3 separate regions of the Mus musculus genome follow, and regions 1 and 3 are each linked to region 2. The links are chromatin contacts, called in public Hi-C maps. All regions are on one chromosome and are shown on one strand. The core of a region is the stretch at or near the end of the contact, and the rest is flanking DNA. Distances in the headings are between cores, read along the strand shown. Region 1 overlaps Rora (RAR-related orphan receptor alpha). Region 2 overlaps Rora (RAR-related orphan receptor alpha). Region 3 overlaps Rora (RAR-related orphan receptor alpha).

The links. A called contact is a pair of places that touch in the nucleus more often than the background predicts.
Region 1: a contact with region 2 is called in a Hi-C map of liver, with 1.6 times the contacts expected there. The contact joins two enhancer-like sites. A contact is called at or near these places in 2 of 484 Hi-C or Micro-C datasets (liver and nephron progenitors).
Region 3: a contact with region 2 is called in a Hi-C map of liver, with 2.5 times the contacts expected there. The contact joins two enhancer-like sites. A contact is called at or near these places in 4 of 484 Hi-C or Micro-C datasets (the AML12 cell line, epidermal suprabasal cells and liver) and 2 of 115 datasets of contacts at active chromatin or transcription factors (T-cell acute lymphoblastic leukemia and double positive thymocytes).

Annotation. Positions count from the first base shown.
Region 1 is chr9:68,897,216-68,899,915 of GRCm38.p6, forward strand. The region is part of intron 1 of Rora (RAR-related orphan receptor alpha); the gene reads left to right. Gm31262 (a long non-coding RNA gene) reads left to right here. Exons shown (of 2, transcript XR_379583.4): 1 at 1-2,700. Among named protein-coding and RNA genes, the nearest start is that of Gm31262, 75 kb to the left of the region's middle. Within about 2 kb of position 1,341, at least 6 of the 459 cell types and tissues checked have an H3K27ac peak or open chromatin away from gene starts, as enhancers often do. A contact at or near this core is called in liver, where this site is marked.
Region 2 is chr9:69,228,732-69,231,431 of GRCm38.p6, forward strand. The region is part of intron 2 of Rora (RAR-related orphan receptor alpha); the gene reads left to right. Among named protein-coding and RNA genes, the nearest start is that of Gm46153, 75 kb to the right of the region's middle. Within about 2 kb of position 1,405, at least 7 of the 459 cell types and tissues checked have an H3K27ac peak or open chromatin away from gene starts, as enhancers often do. A contact at or near this core is called in liver, where this site is marked.
Region 3 is chr9:68,957,744-68,960,443 of GRCm38.p6, forward strand. The region is part of intron 1 of Rora (RAR-related orphan receptor alpha); the gene reads left to right. Among named protein-coding and RNA genes, the nearest start is that of Gm31262, 140 kb to the left of the region's middle. Within about 2 kb of position 1,383, at least 9 of the 459 cell types and tissues checked have an H3K27ac peak or open chromatin away from gene starts, as enhancers often do. A contact at or near this core is called in liver, where this site is marked.

The DNA of each region.
Region 1 (2,700 bases), core at 91-2,590, 330 kb before region 2:
GAACCGAATCAAAGTAACCCAAATGGTCTCCAGACACACACAGAGAGTGATGGATTCTCTGCTTTGAGGAGGGAGGGCTGTCTCCTTGTCCTCAAGAACTCTGGGGAGGCAAGCTGGAAAATCCTGTAGTAGTTTCCAGGTTACCCATACCCTGAAGGGCACAGTTGTGGAGAAAGGGATCCGGAGGTGGCAGGAGCCATTGAATTATAATGCCCGCCATTTTTGAGCTTCTTAGTCCTTGTGGTAACAACATGCTGTAATGGAACATCTGTTGAGCTGAGATTAGGATTAGGTTCCTCTCTGGTCCAATCAACATTAGAAACTACCCAACACTGTTTAGCAGGCATTGGGTCTCAAAGAATGAAGAGCTAGATAGATCATGAGTGTATCTTGGACAGTGGTCGTTGGGTAGACCATCCTCAGAGTAAGAGGGAATAGTATCATAGGCACAGAGGTAAGAATGACCAGTGCAGTAGAGCTATGAGCCACTATCAGTGATGGTTTGGAATGAGTCAGGACATCATGTCGCATTGGGCTTAGTCTTGAGTTCTGTCCTAAGCATCCGATTTCCCCAGGTGACCACAGCTTGCTTCCCAGATGATCCTATTTGTGAGATCTCTCTCTCTCTCTCTCTCTCTCTCTCTCTCTCTCTCTCTCTCTCTCTCTCTCTCTCTCTGTGTGTGTCTGTATGTGTCTGTGTCTGTGTGTGTGTATGTGTGTGTGTGTATGTCTGTGTGTGTGTCTCTGTGTGTGTGTGTGTGTGTGTGTGTGTGTGTGTGTGTAGATATGAATGTGCCCCCAGCTTTCTTCCTCTACTCTACTCCATCTTAATTGTTGAGACTCATCCCTGAGTTTTCAGATTCAGCCAGACTGGTTTCCCCCCTCCCCGCCCTGAAACGCCCCAGAAACCTCCTGTCTCAGTTCTTTCAGCACTGGGGCTCCAAGAATGTACCTTCACACCCCTTTTTTTCCCATATGTGGGCTAGAGAATTAACTTGATTCTCATGTCTGCACAGCGTGCACTATCCCCTGAGCCATCCCCATCCCCCAGCCGATTCTTACCCATCTTCACGTGACTATAGTCAGGGAACATGGTGGCTTAACCTTCACTGGAGGAACATTTGGAGCTTCTAAGTGTCACAAGTTGCTCTATCCCACACTCTGAGGATTGTACTAAATCAGTCTCTTGTGATTTCAGGCTGTGCTGCATCCCCCTAAGCTAAGATAGAGCAGATATTTCCGGGGGAAAAAAAAAAACCCGGGAATCATTCCCTGCTTATGCAACATGGCTGGCTGGACCAGACCTCCCCACCGCCAGCTTTGAGAATTCCCCTCCCCCGCAGTGAAAGGCAGACACAGGTCAATAACAACAACCACAGCCTGCAAGGCGCTCTGAGATCTAAGCACTCTGAGAGCCTTTCAAAGTAAGGGTTTATGGTGTGTCCAGGCAAAGTTGCACTTGAATGAGAACCTTCATCTGGCTTCTGCTACCAGGTGAGGCCACGTCTGAGGCTCCTGTGGCTAAAGACAGACCCCAGCTTCTTAGCTAGTCTCATCCTTTCCCGAGCCAGCTTGCTAATGGCCACCAGCGACTTAGGCCAGTGATGAGGACATGGCCTCTCATTGCTACAGACCCTGAAAGGCGATTGCCCCCAAATTAGACTATATTCAATGTCCAATAGTAGTAATTAATAACCCAGACATGTACTGGCTTAGGGATGAGGGGACACACTTCCTCTGCTCCCAATCCAGGGTCCTATGTGACAGTTCCACCTATTTTTACATTGCATGGGTCACCAGGCTACCCTAACTTCTTAGGGCCTAGGTCTCTGTACCTCAAGCGATCTATTACTTGTGTTTGTTTGTTTGTTTGTTTGTTTGTTTTCCTAACTTCAATACCATGAATCCTGGACAGGTTTTGGCTCAAAGCCTCATTTTATGATGCTTGCCTCTAGAGAACTTTTTGGTTTAAATAAAATATGTCAGGGTGAGGCCTCTGACACACCTTAATGTAGGATTCATTTTATCAAATGCTGATACCTATTTCCAAGCAGGAGTTTTAGATTTTGAAAACAGTCACTAAATCTTTAAGAGGATTCATTTTTCTCATTTTGGATCAGATATTGCCAATGATTCTCAGTGCTAAACAGTTTAATTTAATTCTTTCACTTAAGCAGGCACAAGATTTTCTACCTAATTTTGAAAAATGAGAAAACGAAGGATATTTTTCTCCTTCGCTTAAAGTTACTACTGATCATACTGTTTAAAATCTAAATCTCTTCCTTAAGAACTGTCAAAGCCAAGAGGGAAATTAAAACTTTTTTTCCTCCTCTTGATCTCACTTATAATGGCAAGGGATTCCTCCCCCACCCCCAAAAGATTAGCTTTTTACTTTTTAAAAATTTCTTTGTGTTTGTGTAAGAGCCTACATGACTTCATTTGCACCATCTGTGTGCAGGTACCCGAAGAGACCAGAAGAGGGCGTCAGATCCCCTGGATCTGGAATTAGAGGCAGTAGTGAGCTACCCCAAGTAGCTGTTAGGACTGAGCCTGGCTGGCTCTGCACTAGCACAAGGGTCCTTAACTGTGAAGTCATCTTTCAGGCCTGTGGGAAAGTGCTTCTGTATTCAGAGGACAAAGGCACAAAATTGAAGAAAGTGTGCATACTTTTCACTTTTGATGTTTGGAAACTTAGTCTGA
Region 2 (2,700 bases), core at 155-2,654:
CATCACGGGAGGAATTCTGAAAGTTGTCCTCTAATTACCACACAAATACCTATTGTGGTGTGTATACATGCACACGTGCACGCGCGCGCACACACACACTAAATTAATCTAAAAAAGAAATCATAAAAATTAAGAACAAAATGAAGTTAAGAAATGATATAATCTAAGCATCTCTACTAAGCCCAAAGCCCAAAACCTCTGGAGCACAGCCTGCCACATCTAGAATGTTCTACACCTGACCTCATTGAGATAGAAAGGCAGGCACATTTTAAAAATTGCTGTATAGAATTACCTATTTATAAGTATATGCAAATATGCCCAAAATATCAGAAATCCTGCACACTCCTGATTGCCTGCATTTCAGATAAAGCCTCCGCAGCCTGAGATGAAGGCTCCTCTGACCCCCGTCAAAGTTCACAGTGAGTTCTACTGAGGCCAGGAGGCCTGAATGTTTTCACGTGTTTAAAGCGGAGTGGAAGGAACTAGGGGCAGGGGCAAGGACAGGAGGCTCCTTGGAGTGGTGCTGGCCAGCTGAATCACTGAGCTCCCGGCTCAGTGAAAGACTCCATCTCAAACGTATGGTGGTAAGTGACGGAGAAAGGCACCCAGTGTCAGCTTCTGGCCTCCATGTGCATGCTCACTCGTGGGCACGCACACTCAGATACTATTACACAAAAAGCAAGTGGAATGCACACGAAAGTTTTAATTTACCCAACCTCTATCAGGACTGTATTCAGAAGACACCCACATCCTCCCTTGTACACAAAGGAGACACTGGTCTGTTGTGCTAACTCCTCCCAGCATCTGCCTCCGGTAAAGTCATCCTCTCTGGTCTCTGTTCCCCATCCCCATTATATAAGACTCGGTGACTACACACCTCTCTCCACAGCCACCTGCCCTGGCAACCTGCAATACCTACCTCCCTCCTCCTCCTCCTCCTCTTCTTCCTCCTCCTCCTCCTCCCCTGATCCCTGAGGTCAACCCACCTGCCTCTGGAGTATGAGCCCACGGGTCCTGAGGACAGCTATGGTAGGCAGAAGCTGATGCTTTGGCTATGCCCAGTGAGGGTAGGCTTGAACACAGATAAGTCTCTATTTAAATAATGGGTGGCCTCCCCAGTGTGGACTCCCCTTTCGAAAACACCCCACGTGATGTTTTCAAGTACGTTTTGGACCTAATGCAATTTCTAAAGCCTTTCTCTTTCTGAAAAGTTTTGTTCCTTGGAAAAACCTCTGCGATCAAAACACAGACAGTACCACAGCAAGGATGAGAATTTGAAGGTTGTAGCTCCACCCACTGTTCTCACGTGATTTCCATTCTTGCCTTCTCACTCTTGCCTCACTCAGGACCATGGGCCCTTTGCTCGGTTTGTGCAATAACTGCTAGCAATGAACAGTTAGCAATGAATCTGCTAAGTGATTATGCCAAGGTTTGACCAAGGAAAAAGGGGCGGGATCCCCAAGTCCACACAGCGTTGCTGGCTTTACAACCAGGTGCACTCTCTCCTGGTTCAGGCCTCCAAGCTTGTGTGGCACCTCCTGAGTCTGAACCTGAGCATGTTTCGGGAGTGCAGAGACTAAAGGAAGAAGCTCACGAAGCAAATCTAAGCACAAAGGGACCATAGAGAAACGCCTAGGAAGCACAGAAATGGAGCCTAGAGTTAGTACAGTGTACATAGGAAGTTTAGCAGTCGTGGTCATGGAATGTACTAGAACTAATGGAACAACCACATGGCCTTCAAGGCCACACCACCCAAGTAAATTTTAAATGGAAATGGCTAATTTCACTTCTTGCTAGACTCTTCTTCTATCATAAATATTTCCTACCACCAGTTACCTGGTTCAAAAATGCATGTGGAAGAACATGCCTGCGTGGATGCTGTGATTTCTAGTCTTTGTCTCCTTCTCGGTCCTTAATTAAGTGCTGCTGCCACCCTGAGAAGCTAGTCATTACCACTGGGTGAGGAAACGGAGTCCCAGAGGAGCTATGTGACTTGCCCAAGCATACGAGCCAGACAGGCCAGGCAGGGTGAGGTTTTCCAGTTTCTGACACCCACACCCCATGCGCAATCCAGCCCTGTCACCGTGACTTTGGCGCAGGAAGTAAAGAAACAAACAAGCAGCAATTACATCGCTTTTTGTTTCCGGGGAGCAATGGATTCTTCCAAATCAATACCTAGACATGGGAAGAGAAACGTATTGTCACAGGTTATTGGAAGGGAGAAGGGAAGCTCAGGCTTAGCCGTTGCTCTTCCTGAAATAGCAAGCCACTCTTTAATCTCCCCTTGAGAACATGTCTGCTCAGATCTAATTCAACATGATTGTCATGGCTCTCTCTGGGCCCTGGGAATTCAAAGGTGACACCACGACCCCCATGTGTTAAAGATAAAAAACCCAAACAGGTGATAACGTATGACATGAATTATAATAGAAATGCCCATACACTGAGAAATATGGACGCTCAGAAGAGGAAAAATTGCCCTTCCAGAGGATTCAGCGAAAACTCCATGGACAAACTGACTGACCTCTTTGGTGGTGGTTGTTTTTGGCTTTCTGAGACCACTATGCAACCCAAGCTGGCCTAGGACTTGCATCAATCCTCCCGCTTCTGCATCTTGTGTACTGGGGATTATAGGTGTGTGCCACCAAAGCCACCATGCATAGCTATGATGACACTGAAACTGAGGATAAGCAGCAGTTT
Region 3 (2,700 bases), core at 133-2,632, 270 kb before region 2:
AAAAAAAAAAAAAACCCAAGTAGTATACAAAGTGCCACCCAATGTTTACGGCTATTTTTTTGCAGTGGTGTTGGACTTCAAGGACTTGTCCTTTGCTTCTAGAGAATTGGGAGCCAAGTAGTACATACTCCCTGACCAGCTAGATAGCTTTCGTGGGACCGAAAGGGTTAATACAGTGCAGAGGCATCTAGGAGAATCTGAATATCTGTCTAGATGTTGTGTAATTTCAACCAATCAATCAAAGGACACTTTCAGGAACAGCCTTGGGAAAAAATGTCAACTAAGCAAAAATGCCTGTCCTCCGTTCCTCCTCCTCCTCCTCCTCCCTCTCTGGTCTCCACCCAGTGGATGGAAAAACCTATCTTCCCTCCCTTCTATTTTAGATGTAAATATGTTGGTGAGCAAAATACTGGGTTACTCAGAGCAACAAATAGCCTTTTCAGGGCTAATGCATGGGTATTCTAATAGCCTTCATCTCTGGAGCCCTCAGTACATGGTAGATAATATACCATGAGCTTTAGCTCACTTAATGGTTGCAGTATATTTGAGAGGGAGCCATTATCAGCTCTGTTTGTCAGAAGAAAGAAACTGGGGTTTCATGTGACTTGCTGTCTTGGGCTTGACCCCGGAATTAGTAACTGGCTGAGAAATGTAAGCTTTCCTTGGTATAACCTAGACTCCTATCCTGTTCCCCTGCTTCTTTCATGGCTTCTTAGAGCCAAAGGTCCCCTCCTGTCCCTCATAGGAGCCACCGGCCATGAGAGCCTGTTTATACTTAAATTCAAAGTAATTAAAAGCCTGTGAAGTTTAAAATGTGGTTCGTCAACCACACTAACCTCATTTAAAGTATTCTGTGGACACAGGGACTAGAGACTCCAGTATTGCACTGGTCAGAAAGAGAATTTACATCACCATGGAAAGTTCTATATTAATTTGCTGTCTAAGTCTGATGTGCAGGCCAATAAAGCTAGTGTTTGGAAAGCGGAGGTGGAAGGATTACAAATTTGAGGCTAGCCTTGGCTACCTAGTAAAACCTTGAGAAGTTGTTTCAAAAGAACCAACAGGGAAGGAAAGGGGGAAAGCTGACACGTTTGCCCTGAGTTTGTCTATCCTCTGCCTCGACATGAACACACACATGAACACACACATGAACACACACATGAACACACACATGAACACACACATGAACACACACATGAACACACACGAAACAAAGTGGCACCATGAGACAAAGTGAATTTTAAGAAGAGAGAACAGCCTGGCATGCATGGTGCCTCTAACAATCTGCTCAGAACTCCAGTTGACTCTCATGCTACCTCTGTGACTTGACCCTAGAGGGTAACTGCAGAGCGTTTCAGCGGGTTCTACACTCAAGCAAATATTTGCTCAAATCCCATTCTTTACCCAGGCTGCTGTTAACAAACGTCAACAAGGCTCGGAGGAGGCTTTGTTCTCTCCTTGGCCTTAAACTAGGGCTGCTTTTTCTGGTTTCCTCTTGACAGCAAGACCAGGATGAGGTGGGTTACTTAGCACCCTGAGATGAAAGGACAGCCCAGCCCCTGTCACATAGCTTTGGTGGTGGGGGCTATGCTGACTGTCTTTAAGACGTACAGAACAATAAGGAGACTCAGCAGCCAGCATGGAATGCCCAGATGTTGGTCAATTTCCTCCAGACTTTTCAAAGAGAAGTGGATGGAGGAGGCTGGGGTGGAGGCTAGCCTCACACTGGCTCTCCTGGCTCTACAAACTGGAGGTGGCCTAGGAGCTCCAAGTGACTTTCCAGAGAGTTGACATGGAGGCTACAGAGTCAGTGGTGGGCTTCTGGGTCTATATCAAGACTCACATCTTGAGTCTGACTGAGTTCAGGGTGGTAGGCTTCTAAGCTCACCTCCTCCCCCTAGCTCAGAAGCCAGGACAGAGCTTGGTGGACCTTGTGTAACAAGCAGACAGTCCAAGAGTGTGGTGACAGACAGGTAGCCTTGCATGCCCTTTGCTGGGTATTAGTTCTTCAAATTATACGTGTTTCTAGTGCTAAATCCTGCCAGTGGTGTGACCACTCACTCTGTACATTTGGTAAAAGTCATTAAATCGTACATTTATGCATGTGGATTTTTCCGATATATAAATTGTGCCTCCGGAAAGCTGCACTGAAAAATTTAAATCACATCTCTTAATGGATCGTCTAAGTATCTCTCTGGAGTCTAGAGGGGTGTACCAGGCTGCACCTTAAGCAACATAATGGACAGTTTTCAGGGCTTCTGGTAGGCTTGTTTCCCCTGCCCTGCTTCTCTGATCTTCTTCCTAAGAGCTAACCGAAACCTTCCTCTTTACCCAACGTGGCTTCCCAAATAAATATGCAGTGTTTTGCTTTTTTACTTACCCATTGGGGAAGGAGTCCATTGCCCTGAATCAACTCTTCCTTATATTTGTATTTCAAATCGGTCTCTTTGCAGGATGATTTATTTAATCCCCATGCAAGGGATTTAAACTCTTAAAAGAATACATAGAGGAGGGGAGATGAAGGAGCTTCGCCTTCCCTCTGAGAACCAAGAACCTAGAAACTACAACAGGAAGGCAGCCATCTATTGTCTGTCAGTAAAATCAGACCAGCTGCCTGGTGATGATGAAAGACTAGATTGGCCCTGTGTTCTTAGGTGCAGCCATGTAAATGGCTTTGGGAGCAGAGGGTGTACTGCAAGA